2 separate regions of the Mus musculus genome follow, and region 2 is linked to region 1. The links are chromatin contacts, called in public ChIA-PET maps. All regions are on one chromosome and are shown on one strand. Each heading gives the region's core, a stretch centred on a gene start, on an enhancer-like site or on the middle of the called end of the contact. The rest is flanking DNA. Distances are from core to core; before and after follow the strand shown. Region 1 has its middle 19 kb from the start of Slco4a1. Region 2 overlaps Gm29943 (a long non-coding RNA gene).

Region 1 (4,002 bases), core at 1,287-3,786:
CCATTCACCATTCACACGTGCTGGAGATCAGAACTTAGGGCCTCACATTTATATGGCAAGTGTGTTACCTACTGAGCCATTTTCCCAGCCCCTGAATTCTATACTTTAAAATAGTCACTTGGGTGGATATGGTGGTAACAGGTTCATAACCTTGAACTTAGGAGGTAGAGGCAAGCAGATCAGGGATGCAATGTCATCCTCAGCTTTGTGGCAAGTTCCAGGCCAGCCTAGACTATATGAAACTGTTTCAAAACAAATACAGACCACACACAAAAGCCCAGCAGCAGCAGCAACAAAACAAACACAGGAATAAATGTTGAACCTGGGGTGGAGGCAGTGACTCTGGCGTGGAGCAGGGCCTGGGCCCCATCCCCTGCACCAGGTGCTAAAGCAGTAAACTTCCTGTCCCTTTTGTTTGTGACACTGAAACAGCAAAGATATCCCTCAGTGGCTGATCCAGGGAGATCTGAAGACACAGGACTGCGGTGTCCACAGTAGTGGAAAGATGTCTGTACGAGTATGGGGGCAGGGCAGGGCCCAGCTTCCTTAACCCAAAACAAGAAGCCAGCCACATTCCAAGCTTTGAGCCAGTTCAGACACACATCACCAGTCAAGTGGCCTTGAGAAGCAGCCTGTGTGTTGCGTGAGCTGTTCCTGGTGGGTGTGATAGCAGAACTGTGTTTGTGTTCTACACATGCAAAGAGCAGCTCAGCAAGGCAGTGGGAATGGATGAGGTCATAGGAACCCAAGATTTGGCCCTAAGTAACCTGGGTGGGCTGGGGGTGGGAGCTGTTGATGGCCTGTGTGTGTTCCATGTGTGGGTGTTTAAATGTTTCCAGAACACCATAAAGCAGGAACTGGTGAGCACCACACACAAGGGCTCAGGGTTTCTTCCTGGACCCAGGTGCTGGTCAACTCCAGGCTCCCAAGTTTGTGAGGACTTTGTAGATGATCCCTGGCACCATTACCATTGTGGTGTGTTCAAAGCACATTCCTGGTACCCAGAGCACCAGAATCATTTCTTCCACAGGGATCTGCTGTGTAGGGCCATGAAAGGCAGCCTATTTTGGTTGAATGAGGCTTGCTCCGGCGATCCAGTAGAAAACTCTACAAGGGACACAACAGGGAGCCACGTTCCCAGAGACAGGTGCCTGACACCACAGAGCCCCCCAACTCCATAATTCTGTGATTATAAGTCACTCAGACAATGTCTCAAGCTTCTGGCATTCTGGCTAGACTCCACCCCCACAGTTACCTGACTACAGCCAGGTATGCTCTTCCCCGTAGTTACCTGGAAACAGCAAGATAGTCCAGCCCACTATAAAAGAGGCTGCTTTGCCCCTTCTCAATCTCTTTAAGCTCTCACCTTTCTTACTCTCTTCTCTAGCCCTCCTTCTCTCTCTCCTTCCCCCCTCCCCCTTTCTCCACATGGCCATGGCCAGCCTCTCTCTCTCTTTCTACCCTCTCTCTTTTTTTCCTGCCTTTCTACAATAAAGCTCTAAAACCATAGACTGTCTCTGCTTATCAAGGCCCACCATGCTTGAACAATGGGATAGGCGTTCCCCTAACAAGCCACGTCTAGCCTCCCAACAGAAGGCCTTCCTGCTCTCCAGCCACGGACCGGACCAAGGACTCTCGCCCCCGTGGGAACCACCCAGCAGCCCCTCTCCCCCTGCCTTCTCCTCCCTCTGGCCCAGTGATGATGGAGTCGCCCCCCCCCCTCGGGGGCCCCCCATTTGTTCTCAGCTCTTCCGTGGTGTCCAGCGGTGTCTGGGATGCATGAGACTGAGAACCTGTTGTCTAGGACTGCCCCTTGTCCACCCCCCGCCGAGCTGGGGTTCAGTGGCTTCCTACAGCCAGACACCCACCCCGTTTCACATGGAAAGCATGCAGCAGTATTCCCACGTCCGCCTGCCCACTCCCTCTTTTGCCCATGCCCACTGCCCAACACTGCTGTCTCCTGCTGTGTCCCCTGTTATGGCTTCCGTGGCCTGCAAAACCTGGCTCACCCACATGAATGCACCAGCAAGAAGCAAGAACAGAGATGTGGAGAGGAAAGTGAGACCAGGGGTTCGGAGCTTCCCAGGACCAGAAAACCAAGCATTTCTCCCGGGACCTGGAATTTTCCACAAGCATATCTGTCTCTCATGTGACTTAGCCACATCCTCATTGCTTGAGATGACCAGACCTCCCATGCAGGAACAGGAGGAAGGGGTGTGCTCTCTGCCTTATCAAAGAACTTTTCCACTGTGGCATTTGGGCCCTTGGGCCCCTGCTCAACACTCCCCCCAACTTCCTGTGGGAACCCACATTGAGTTTCACCACAAGTTTCTGAAATGACAGCTTCTTCACCGTTGCCTAGAAAATGGGAGGGGGAAGGGGGATTGCACGCACAAAGCTGAGACCTGTGTCTCCTTCCCCTTCCCCATCAGAACCCAGGTCCAGCTTTGGCCATTACAGAATTCCCATACCTAGCCACAGCTACCATGCTGAGCCCTGGGGAAATGCCCTGTGCACCCAGATGACAGGAAGTGTCATTCAAGACCAGAATGACAGTTTTCTAAGTGCTTCCTCTGAGACTTTCAAGACAGACCATGGTGGACTTCAAACACATCAATTTTCCTTAGAAGGGCCAGGCTCTGAGTAATCCTGACATCATGTAAAGTTTGAACTATAGCCAGCCAAGCCGAGAGCAGTCAGAGCGGAGAACACTGTTACCCTAACAGAAGATAGGGGTGGGAGGGGGAACCCAGATGCCTCAAGTGGGGATGTTAGGGGTCATCTTCCACAGAGAGCACTCTCTGCTCAAGGCTCCCACCCCTACACATGGACCAGAGATTCCCATTCCTTGACCCTAAGAGCCCACACTTTGATCTTAGGAACTTGCATAGACTGACTCCTCAGGACTCCACATCCTGTTCCTTTGAAACCTCCTCATATCATAACCACAAGAACCCCTGACACTGACCCACATACCCAGGGGCTAACTTTGGGACCCAGGAACCCCTCCAGGCTTCATCCGGTGGTACCTGGAGAAGCCAAAACAGGACCTTGCTTTTCTCTACAGAGGCCCACCTTTCCCCCGACTCCTGGTTGCTGAGCAGAGTCAGGGCTGTCCACACTATCTCCAAATATCACATGTAGTTGGTCTGAAGCTTTCTGGTACAAAATCAACCCCCTGGGCACCATCCTGGGCAAGCCCCTCCATACCTATAGCCAAATAGCCACAGGAACTTCCATTTGTGTCTCCCTATGGTGACAAATACATAGTTGCTATTCGTAGTGAGTCTGACCCTGTATCACACCAGGGATGCCCTAACCCACAGACCGTACACGATGGGTGTGAATAGTTCTGCTCAGGAGTGAAAGCAAAATGGGAGCACACATGTGACTATCTGTGCTCAGGCAACACAATAGCAAGACTGAGGCCCATGAAGTCTGTCTCTGTGTGTGTCATCCAAGCTCCATCCCTGGGCCTCAAGCAAGCAAGCAAATGCTCTATCTCAGGTTACACCCCCAGCCTTCTTTTTACTTTTAATTCAGAGACTGGGACTCACCAGTTTGCCCAACTTGGTGTTTAGCTTACAATCCTGCTGCAGTCTACCATGTAGTTGGAATTCTAAGCCTGTGCCACCAGGCCTGGTGTGAAGTTAATCTTAATGTCTTTTATTTAAATCTAATAGAATCATAAAACCACCACGTCGATAAGGAAGCAATGTAAGGAATGACAGATACTCTACTCCCTTTAGCTTCTGCATCTTCAAACGTTTGTATTTTACATCCATTTCTTGTGTCGATTCAGGTACTGAGTTTTTATCATAAATACTGGACTTTGAGAGCTGGCAGGATTGCTCAGTGCATTAAGACAATTGTCACCAAGCCTGGCCACCTAAGTTTAATCCCTAAGACCCACTTGGTGGAAGAAGAAAACCAACCTCACAACGTTTCCTCTGACCTCCCTGTGTATATTGTGGCATGCACAAACCTCACACAAGATAGATA
Region 2 (3,468 bases), core at 598-3,097, 130 kb before region 1:
ATGTTGTTTTATGAGAAACAAGAGTTGAAAATATTAAAGTCAGAATTTTATGGCCTAAAAACAATTAAACAATGGAGATATGGGAAGGGAGAAGTTGTCTTTGTCCTTGGGTCTCAGTGCCCTGGATGGGATGTGGGGTGTGGTCTCCCCTCTGATGACCCTCTCGATGAAGTTCAAACTCCCACGGAAATGTTCTCTTGGGGTTGTCTGGAAAGCAGAGGTGTGGGATACATAGGTATATTGTGATAATGGGGCTGGTGTGGGCAAGTACTAGGACATCCTTGGGCAGGAGAGTGCACCACAGGAGCAGAACTCCTTAAAAACCTGGCTCTCGCAGGTTAGAGTGACTACTGGGGGTGGGGGCAGTGGGGAGGAGGGGCGCTCTTTTTTGCTCTTTCCAGTGGGAAGGTCTATTTGCCATATGCTCCTTGTCTGAGGACGTTTATTTTATCCTAAGGTTTTATCATCAGGATTAGCTTGAGTGACCCTGCTTGAAAGGAACAAATTTGTCTTGAGAGGCACTGCCTATGAGCAGAGTCCTGGCAGGGCACCGCAGCCACAGCCCTGCCTTGAGGGCCTTTCCAGAGCTCTTGATACTCTGTTCTGGGAGAGAGGGGTCTTTCTGCTCTGGGAACTGCTGGCTGGCTGCAGTTACTGGAGCCCGGTGTCTTTGCTCTATGTGGAATCTATACAGGAGAAAGGTGGATCCCATGAGGTCTGTTCTCAGCTCTCTCTGGGCCATGATGAGGAGCCCAGGGGTGTGTGCACATGAGGGTTAAGCATTGCCAAAACTTGCAAGTCACTTGATCAAGTGTTTTATGTATGTGGGTTTTTGGGATGCACTTCTGTCACACACCAGAAGAGGGCATCAGATCGCGTGAGTCTAGTTACATCAGCTTTGGAGCATCCCTTTGAGTGCTGGGAATTGAACTTAGGACCTCAAGAAGAACAGTCGGTGGCATTTACTACATTCTCAAGTTCTGACTCCACCTCTGGCTGTTTGCAAACACTCCATTACACCAAAGAGAGAGTGGAGACTTTTCAATAGTTGCTCCCCACTCCCTCCTACTCCTGGTTTACCTCTCTGAATTCTTCATGTGACTAAAATTGTTCAGCATGAGCTACTGGGTTTTGGCTTCTTTTTCTTGGCACCATGTTTCTGGGCTCACACTTGGCTGTGTGAAGTGCTCTGACTGTCTACTCCTCTCTCCAAGGGTGTGAGGGTCATCTCCACTTCGGTGGGGTGAACATCAGGTATGAGAGTTGAGTGGTTACCTGCTTTCAGTTCTTCTGGTGTTTCGAGCAGGATTTAAGACTTTCCTTCTCTCCCTCTTCCCAGAATCCTCTTCACCATAGCAATCTTTGCCTGGTGACAGGCATGGTAAATGATTTATAGTGTGTCAGACCTGGTCTGAAGTGATTAGGTACAAATGTTAGGCATACGGCTTTTTTTCCCCTCTCCATAGATGTGACCACTGCACAGCTAATCTGCATCTCCTTGGACCTCATAGAAAACTGCACTCTCTTGCAGCTTCTTCTCCCTGCTTTCTGATCAGGACGCTATTGAGTGTTGTTTCTGTTTATGGCTGAATAGTATTCCCTCTTGTCAGTGAGCAGTCACTTATCTGGTGAACCCTGTGAGGATGAGCCATGGTGCCTCACCTGACCGGTGGTGGGTGTACAAGTTGTTTCTTTCCGGTCACTATGAGTAGAGTTTGCATAGACATCTGTGCACAGGGCTTTTGTGGGTATGAGTTTTCTTTAGAGGAGGGTAAGTCTGTAGCCACAGGCAGGGCGGCTCCTCAGAATGACATAGTGAAGTGCCTTTTGGCAGTGACATCATCCACCTTCCTGCCAGAGAGCAGGAGAGCACTGGCTGCTTTTCTGCCACCTGATACTTCCTGTCAGCTCTTAGCCATTCCTGTAGGTGTTTGTCCCAATGTAAAGCCAGAAAACAGACTCTGAGTGGTAAAGTGAGCTGTCTGAGACTTTACAGCAGCCAAGCAATGCCAGTGCTCCTCAGCAGCTGTGTCTCAGGCCAGGCTATCTATGCTAGCAATTGTGCCGTGGGACCCCCTGCCTACCACTGCTCCTACAGCTCTAGTGTCCCCTGCTGTCTGATGACTCTCTGTGCCTTGTCTTCACTCTGATTTTTCTGTTCTGTCCTCTCCCCAGGGCCTTTGCACATGCTGGCCACTCCTATTCACTCTTCAGGAACAACACACTTGGACCATGTGTTTCTTTGGCATTCGTGAAGAAAAACTCTTACAAGATGACAGCAAGGGTCAGGATCTAGCTTTCTGTAAGGGCTGGGCGGGACAGATGCCATGTCTATCTGATTGGCTGTGAGGTCTTCCTTGGAGTCCATCTGGTGACATGGGGCACAGCATAGGCCCTTCACTTGCCCTCAGCATCCTCTCTAGGACTGGCAGGAAAGCCAAGCATCTACCTGAAACAGAGGTGTCACTGCCAGGACCCTCCAAAGCCCAGAGGAGCTAGACATTGACTGAGCTCAGTGAAACTTTGAAAGTTTGAAACCATGAAGCCTGGGAATGAGGGAGTATCCCATACTCTTGGACCAGGTGCTGGGGTTTTTGCAGGACCTAGAAATGCCCTGGCCTCAGCATCTGCTCCTAGAGCTGGGGAATCTGGGCACCCTCCAGAATACAGTCCCTCCTCTGGCATGGCCAGGCTGGGCTTGGCCTGTGTGGTCTGCAGCATCTACGCTTCTTTCCCAACACGCACGGTTACATAAACGATGATAACACTTCATAAACATTTTTCTAACATGCGGAATGTTTGACATGATTTCAGCTATTTCAGAACTAATAAACAATTGTCAATGTCATGGTGGACAGGGAGCAGAAGCCACAGAGCTTATGGAAGATCAAAGGCTGGAGCAAGAGCTCTTAGGAGAGACAGGGTACAGGAAAGAAGCCCCACCTCCCTCCTGTCCGGGTGGGCAGGGCCATGGGGTGAGCACTGGGTCTCTGAGGGAGTCTTGGCCAGGCCTGGCTGTGTGATGTCCAAAGCTTCTCAGAGGACAGGCAGGAGGGAGGACTTGGGCTGGTTATGTCTGTGCATAACCATCGAAGGGCATCCAGGGTGCAGGCTGAGAGTGTGCCAGTGCCGATGAGCTGCTGAGTGTCTGGCCAGCTGCCTGGTCTCAGAGCCCACAACTGGCACCAGAGTGCTGGCAGCTAAGCCTTGCAGCCCAGCATGCTGTGCACCATGACATCCTTTTATTTTTGGACAGGGTTTCTCGGCGAAGCCCTGGCTGTCCTGGAACTTGCTCTGTAGACTATGTTGGCCTCAAACTCACAAAGAGACAACCATCTCTGTCTCCCAAGTGATAGAATTAAAGGTGTGCAGGACCTCATCAGACTGTGACATCCTTTTAAAATACATTCATGTTCTTTGGAAAAGGGTAAGGGCCACATTCCTATAGGGCTGCTAGGTTGAGGGGCT

Evidence for each region. ChIA-PET counts read pairs in DNA pulled down with a chosen protein or histone mark.
Region 2: an RNA polymerase II ChIA-PET map of memory CD8 T cells shows a contact between it and region 1, with 94 read pairs. The contact joins two enhancer-like sites. A contact is called at or near these places in 2 of 39 promoter capture datasets (maxillary cranial neural crest and trophoblast stem cells), 4 of 115 datasets of contacts at active chromatin or transcription factors (effector CD8 T cells, embryonic stem cells, memory CD8 T cells and 1 more) and 1 of 9 other capture datasets (embryonic stem cells).

Annotation. Positions count from the first base shown.
Region 1 is chr2:180,435,070-180,439,071 of GRCm38.p6, forward strand. No RefSeq gene overlaps it. Among named protein-coding and RNA genes, the nearest start is that of Slco4a1, 19 kb to the right of the region's middle. Within about 2 kb of position 2,537, at least 97 of the 459 cell types and tissues checked have an H3K27ac peak or open chromatin away from gene starts, as enhancers often do. A contact at or near this core is called in effector CD8 T cells and memory CD8 T cells, where this site is marked.
Region 2 is chr2:180,303,919-180,307,386 of GRCm38.p6, forward strand. The region is part of intron 1 of Gm29943 (a long non-coding RNA gene); the gene reads left to right. Among named protein-coding and RNA genes, the nearest start is that of Gm29943, 15 kb to the left of the region's middle. Within about 2 kb of position 1,848, at least 27 of the 459 cell types and tissues checked have an H3K27ac peak or open chromatin away from gene starts, as enhancers often do. A contact at or near this core is called in effector CD8 T cells and memory CD8 T cells, where this site is marked.